2 separate regions of the Drosophila melanogaster genome follow, and region 2 is linked to region 1. The links are chromatin contacts, called in public Hi-C maps. All regions are on one chromosome and are shown on one strand. The core of a region is the stretch at or near the end of the contact, and the rest is flanking DNA. Distances in the headings are between cores, read along the strand shown. Region 1 holds the start of betaTub97EF (beta-Tubulin at 97EF). Region 2 holds the start of CG10011.

What was found. A called contact is a pair of places that touch in the nucleus more often than the background predicts.
Region 2: a Hi-C map of the Kc167 cell line shows a contact between it and region 1, with 1.7 times the contacts expected there. The contact joins the promoter of CG10011 here to the promoter of betaTub97EF in region 1. A contact is called at or near these places in 4 of 107 Hi-C or Micro-C datasets (the Kc167 cell line, cellular blastoderm embryo, embryo and 1 more) and 1 of 6 datasets of contacts at active chromatin or transcription factors (the Kc167 cell line).

Annotation. Positions count from the first base shown.
Region 1 is chr3R:27,987,054-27,990,387 of dm6, reverse strand. betaTub97EF (beta-Tubulin at 97EF) reads left to right here and starts at 2,004. Exons shown (of 7, transcript NM_143349.2): 1 at 2,004-2,289. The coding sequence starts at 2,233. It overlaps CG4815, which reads left to right. Exons shown (of 1, transcript NM_143350.2): 1 at 1-689. The coding sequence ends at 622.
Region 2 is chr3R:28,633,213-28,636,769 of dm6, reverse strand. It overlaps CG10011, which reads left to right and starts at 1,671. Exons shown (of 6, transcript NM_143367.3): 1 at 1,671-2,394. It overlaps CG9988, which reads right to left and starts at 359. Exons shown (of 3, transcript NM_143368.3): 1 at 1-359. The coding sequence starts at 347.

The DNA of each region.
Region 1 (3,334 bases), core at 755-3,254:
CGTCTGCTCCGCAACACTTCTAACACCGCGACACATCCTTACGGCAGCCCATTGTTTCGAAAACCTGAATAGGTCTAAGTTCCACGTGATCGGTGGAAAGTCAGCGGAATTCACTTGGCACGGCAACAACTTCAACAAGAATAAACTTATAAGGGTGCAAATTCATCCGAAATATGCGAAAATGAAATTCATCGCGGATGTCGCGGTGGCGAAGACCAAGTATCCCTTGAGGAGCAAGTACATCGGCTACGCCCAGCTCTGTCGATCGGTACTGCATCCAAGGGATAAACTCATTGCAGCCGGTTGGGGATTCGAAGGCGGCGTTTGGGATGAGTCCAGGAAGAAAACATTTCGCTCGATGAAAGTTGGTATTGTGAGTAAACGAGATTGCGAGAAGCAGCTGGATCGCAAGATGCCACCCAATATCATCTGTGCCGGTGCCTACAACAACAAGACTCTCTGCTTCGGCGACTCCGGTGGACCACTTCTGTTGGGGCGGCAAGTTTGTGGCATCAACACGTGGACTTTCAAATGCGGCAACAACGAAAAGCCAGACGTATACATGGGTGTGCGATACTACGCCAAGTTTATTAAAAGAACTATTAACAGAATGGGCTTTTGAAGAAATTTATTTGAGTATCACAAAATAAAAATACTGTCTATCTAAGTTTACAACTTAGTCATAAATTAAATTTTAAACTGGTATTAAGTGTGTGTGACTCGACAGACTTCATGTTATTCCATTTCAGCAGCGTTTTTTATTGTCAATCTCATGAAGCTGATAACCTAGATGTCTAAAATGACTAACTAAACCGCTTCCAATTATTCATGTAGATAAGTTTGGTTTGTTCAAGCTACGATTCTATGATTTACAAGGTTGTAATTGGAAAACAAAAATATACTGATTAAATAGCATATAATAAAATATATGTTCAATACTCAAACAACTAACTTTATATATTTCAATTACATTTTTACATTTGGCTACATTTCAATCTTGTACGTCCATGTACAATTCTACAAATCTGATTGAAGAATGCAGTTGTAGAATGTAGAATGTGGCGCTCTTTGCACCTTAGACTCACGTGCTGTTACCTCATTCTTCGACTCTCTTCTTTCTCTCCCCTCTCTCTATCTTTTCCCTAAGAATTCTCACCAGCTCAGCGAAGCGTAAGATGGGAGAGAAAGAATTGCATTGTTGGCGCCTAGCCGGTAAAAATCATACGATAAAGGGGAAAAGTCGGGAAAAGCGGGAAGACAAACACGCTGCTATGGAAAATATCTTGTTTTGTCCCACAGTTTCACTTAAACTAATGTATTTACGACCTCTGCTCTTCGCGCTCTCTGCACTTCGAGAAATCAGGGAAGATATTGCCGCAATTTTGGATAGTGATTCAAATAAATATACTCACTAATGAAGAGGAACTTAGCATGAATAAATGGTTCGGGTATTCATAGGTTTTCGAATGAAATTTGTTTTTATTGTTCATCATTTAAGAGGCATTGTTTTAAACATAACCAACGTTCTAATTAATAATCTTTATCTAAAGTATTGATGTAATTTGGGTCATGTATTAATGAAATGTTCCACCTGTAAAAAAAAAATAATAACCTGTTTAATAAAATAAACCTGTTTTATAGGGACTCTAAAAATGTATATACAGCTGTGCCCAAGATAACAGCAGCACGTTATTACAACTATAATATTTATAATTTTTAAGAGTAACAAAAGTTTCTTTGTAAAAACTTTTGTATTTTTAGAACTCTGATCTCTGATCATCTGTTTGATATGAAAAATTGTTATACTAAATTCAATACATCACCAAAACTATCTACAATATATTAATCTAAGATTGCAAACCATAATTTTATCATTTCTTATCATGCCAATTTGTAAAGGCATTTTTTTATAAATATTTTTCCGAGTGGAAAACTAATGCGGCCCCCTTTAACCGTAGAGCACAAATTCCCCAGCGGGTCGCGTTCGGTTTCTCGCCATTCATTCAGTTCACGTTGGATTCTCAAAGCGAACGCGTGTCGATCGTTCTGCTCACGAAAAGCTCTCCTCCGACTCTTCACCGGATTCAACCGAATGCGTGACCGATTGTGACTCAGATTCGGATTCAGATTCAGATTGATATAGTGGCTGATAATTGCTGATAGTGCGTGTGTGCGTCAGTGTGTTCAATTGAGTTAAGTTTGGCTGCCAAAAGTTACTAGTTCATTTGCGAAATGAGGGAAATTGTGCATCTGCAGGCGGGCCAGTGCGGCAATCAGATCGGTTCGAAGGTGCGTATAATTGATATTCCATCGGTGTTCGCATCACAGACCTTTGCTCTATTTTATAGCTACTTTTCGCTACTATCCTAACCTCACATGTTTAATTATAAAACAGGGGGAAATGAAGAAAGAGCGCTCTTTGCCTCTCTCACTGCGACTTTCTCTCTCTCTCTCTCTCTCTTGGCTTTTCACGTTTTGTTTTTAGTGGCCAGCAATTAAAATGGGTGGGGGGTTGGTGGGGGGTGGCATAGATTATTTTGCCAGTTCGGGAAACTATAAAACTGCAAAACATTGAAGAAACCTAACGTACTTGGCACTTATCTTATCGCTCGCAAGATACGAATATCAGCAACCTTAAAGTATCGCATTTAAATTACCTTGGACTCGCAGCATATCGCAGTGAATTAAACCCAGAAATCCGCTCGCAAACTAAGCAAAATCACCTCAGTCAGGTGTAAACAATTAGATCGCCGCTCAGTTGAGAGCTTGTGATCAGCCGGCTATGCAAATCTGCACAGCAAGAAAAAAAGTAGTACCTTTAAAAAGATAAATAAACTTTATATGATTATTTAATCGTTATAAAGTAGTTTCCATTTAAACACAATTATGATTTAAAATTGAATTACAGATCCTTTTTATTCATTTGTTATTATAGAATAGAAGTTGATATTTTTTTTTCAGTGTACCTGGAGGTTTCTCGTTTCAAGAAATCCGATCTGTGAACCAAGTATTTTTGGCGGGAACTCAGAGTAAAATGCGGCAGCTTAGTGCCCTGTTAGTAGCATTTTGAAACTGGCTCGAAGGTTTCTCAGAAACTTCCGTCTTTTGGACAATTAACACAACTAACTGGTTCTGTAAACTAGTACTTTTCACAGGCTTTTATGATGTTTGCCCTCGCACAGTTGGCTGATCTTACTGTCATAAAGAACTCGTCGAAGGTTTCGTGGGTACTTCTAATTACGACAGAGGGGCTTGTAAATAATGTATCTGTATCTTGAACCGATATATGTATCTGATTCATGGCTGACTGTGACAAAGTGGCGGGCTTATGTGT
Region 2 (3,557 bases), core at 422-2,921, 650 kb before region 1:
ACATATCGCTGCCGACTGATGTCATAGATCGGAGTAACCAGGGCGGTTTCGTTTGAGCAGGTCTCAAAATGCTCGGGGTGGAAAATGGCCATTGCATCTGAGGCGAAGGGATCAACATACGGGATCTTGCACTTGGCGGACTCCACAAAATATGCGGGCCGGACTACATCCTGTACATTTCGATCTTCTTCAGCAGGAGGAATGTCGGAATTTGTGTCATCCGATCCTGTGACTTCTGAAACTCTGGGCTTAGTATTTGCATTTTGGGTTTTGATGCCGAGAATTACGATTATTGCAATTAGGCAGAAGCAGAGCCATTTATGAATTGGTTTTAATAGGGTTATCATGACTGTTTAGCAGCCAACGATAGCTACACACAAACTGTTCAGACCATCCGGAATGTCTTGCCATTAAGAGAGCCGTTATATTCTCTTATCGCTATACCGTTAAGGAAATTAAATATGTTTCAATTTTTTAAAACAACTTTTAAGGTACGGAAACGTTAATTTATTAATTGGTGAATGCTGCCAGTGAAAGTAAGAACGCTACATTTCATTATTTTTCTGGCATATCGATAGATATTGGAGACTACATATAATGAGAAAAATGGGAGGTTTTTGGTGTTAGAGTGGCAAGAAGTTTTTTTTATCAAACCGATGGAAATTATGAAAAGTTTTTTTTTATCAAGCCGATAGAAATTATAAAAGATTATATAGTCGGATTATGTAGTGTTACTTAGTTTTCAACGAATCTAGTATATCATTACTCCGTTATTCCTAAGACGGCGGCTGCTGCTGTGCATCCTATGCACTTCTATGTCGCCTGGATGTGACGCCATACAACAGACGGTAACACCAAGCTGATCGAGTGTGGATCGGCAGATAAAGCTGACGGGAATCTATGATAAGATTCGGGCCCCCACATCTTAAACAAAAAAAATAACTCCTAGATGGCGACACCATCACCATACGACATTCGGTCAACTACAAGCGAATATATTTTATATTTTACACTATCTTTACTACGCTTTCAAAGAACTCTGTGATTTAAGCGATATGCTTCTGTACAAATTTTTACAATCACTGCTAGAATTTAAGCCCTACACCTGGTTAGTCAAATAAAATATGGAGTGTGTCATTGCTAAAACGGGAAACATTGGGGAAATTCTGTTTAAATGTAGATACATACAAAAAAACTGAATATTACGAACTACATTTAATACAAATCTACAATTTGTCAACATTAATGTCCAAATACGAAAAAAAAGTCGTTGTTTATAAGATAATTTAAGATAAGATAATTTATAATTTATAAGATTCAAAATAACTTAGCTTAACTTTTTCAAACAGCGAATGAAACCACCTTAGCCGAGTTGCCCTTCGCCTAGCGGAGTTCGACACCAACCATAGAGCACTGCTTACACAGGAGACTATTTATAAAATGATCGCACCCCGGGATATTTATTCTTTTTCTTTGCATTTAATTAGAATATTGAAACACATTTTAAACCTAAATAAAGAAGTGTGACATCTTGCTTAGTGGCCCAGTGCAAACGGTTATCGATAGCTCGCAGTAGTGTGAATACTCTGCGAACGCGATTTTGAGCTCGGGAGAATATCTGGATTTTTTAGGGCATTCAGTTGCGCATTTGGGGGATTTTCGTTATAACTGCAGCAAACACCCTGCGCGTTTCGATTCGATTGGTTCTTGAAATGGTAAAATGCGGCTGGGCCGTCGAAAAAATTGAGAAAAATAAATCGCGTCGAGTGTGGGACGCGAACGGAATCGCTGTGAAAATACCGAGTTAAATGTGCGTGATCGAAACTTTCCTCCGAAAAGGATCTGCAATCGAAACGGAAGGGAAAACGCAGAGCAAGACATCCTTGCCCACGCAGGATAGCTGTGTGAAGAAGACGCGACGATAGGCCAAGAGGGAGGGGGAGCACAAACAGGATAAGCAGTGGCAGAAGAAGAAGCAGAAGGCGGAGCCGCATCTGCCGCAGTCAAAACAAGAGAGGAAGTGGAACAAAAGCGAGATAAAAGTGCATTCAGCTGGGGGAAATGTGAAATGTGAACGATGTTGCAACGTCGCGCTGCTTGCATCGCCAAGTAAAAGCAGAGTCAGAGGAAAAGCAAAACCAAAGCAAAGCCAGAACAAACAAAATACACAAAGTGAGAGAGGAGAGAAAGAGAGCGGTAGTGTTTGGTGTATCTGTGTGTAGTGCGTTCGCGTGTGCGCTTGTGTGTGTGCGTGTTACTTTGCTCACAACAAATTATCGTTTAATTTGCTTCGATTTTGCGACAACAACAAGCAGTGCGAAAGGGGATGTCCTTTCCACCACCACCACTATCACCACCGCCTGCTCCCTAAGGTCATAGGTCACCAGCCAGGAGGTGAGTAAATCAAGTTGTTTGAATTTTGTTACCCAAAACTCTTTTGCACCTAACGATAACAAACTGAAAGCCGCGTAGGAAACGAATGCCAAATTTAACCAAAATAATAAAACACGTTTGCCAACGCCAGCAGCGGCGACAACAACAGCAACAACCCATGTCCAATTAAAGTTGCAGTAGGGAAAAAAAGAATGAAAAAAAAAAACCGGCATGCCGGCTGCTGCAATTCAGAGCTGCTCAAAGTTAAACGAGCCAAGTAACAGCAGAAACAACAAAAACCGCACACCAGCCACAGTGGAACCTTACAAAGTCGTCTTAAAACCTTAGATCGTATCCAAAAGTTACACCTTTACATCTGAAGATACATCCTGAGATTAGTATATATCTGGAAAAACAATTTGGCTTTCAAAAAACATTAGAAAAGAAAATTCTGTTAAAATTTGTAATTGGGTAATGCATATTCGAAAACTTTTTCTCAGTTCTTAACTTAGTTAAGTCAGATTATTTTTTATTTAATCTCAAAACAGCTCGGGTTACACAGGTACCACTGTGCAAAGGGTACACAAATCGCGTGAGTGGTTGGTGCCTCTTTGTGGGTGTGAGTGTGTTTTGGTTAGCAATACTACACCAACTCGCGGCGCACTTTAAATATTTTGCCCAACTACACAGAGAATTGTGCTTGGGCTGCGGTTTTTTCTGAGCCGCCAACTTTTTGAAATGAAAATAATCATAATCAAGGGCTGGGCGCAGAAGTGGGAGGCTTTCAACAATGCCACACCCACTCGAATCCCCCAGCACAAACAGTTACTTCGTTTTTTTTTTCTCTTTTTCTCTGGAAAGCCAGAATGTATGAATGAGTTAATCAGAGAGCAGAGGCAAAGCGCCAAAAGGCAACAGTCAGCAGACGCATCGTCTGCCCGGCTCACTGGCTGGCATCGCCATCATCAGCAAACAGCCAAACAACACACAAAACGCAAAAAACAATTGCACTAAAGTTTCACTAGAATCTGCAATGAATCAGAAGGGAAAACCAGGAAGAGGGGCAAGCTGAAAGTGCTGGCTATAAACTGTAAACGTAATACCCTATTTCAGTTCGGAGTTATACATCCATGTCAATTATTACAGTATCCTAAAGATACAACAGTCATAGGGATAGCTTTATA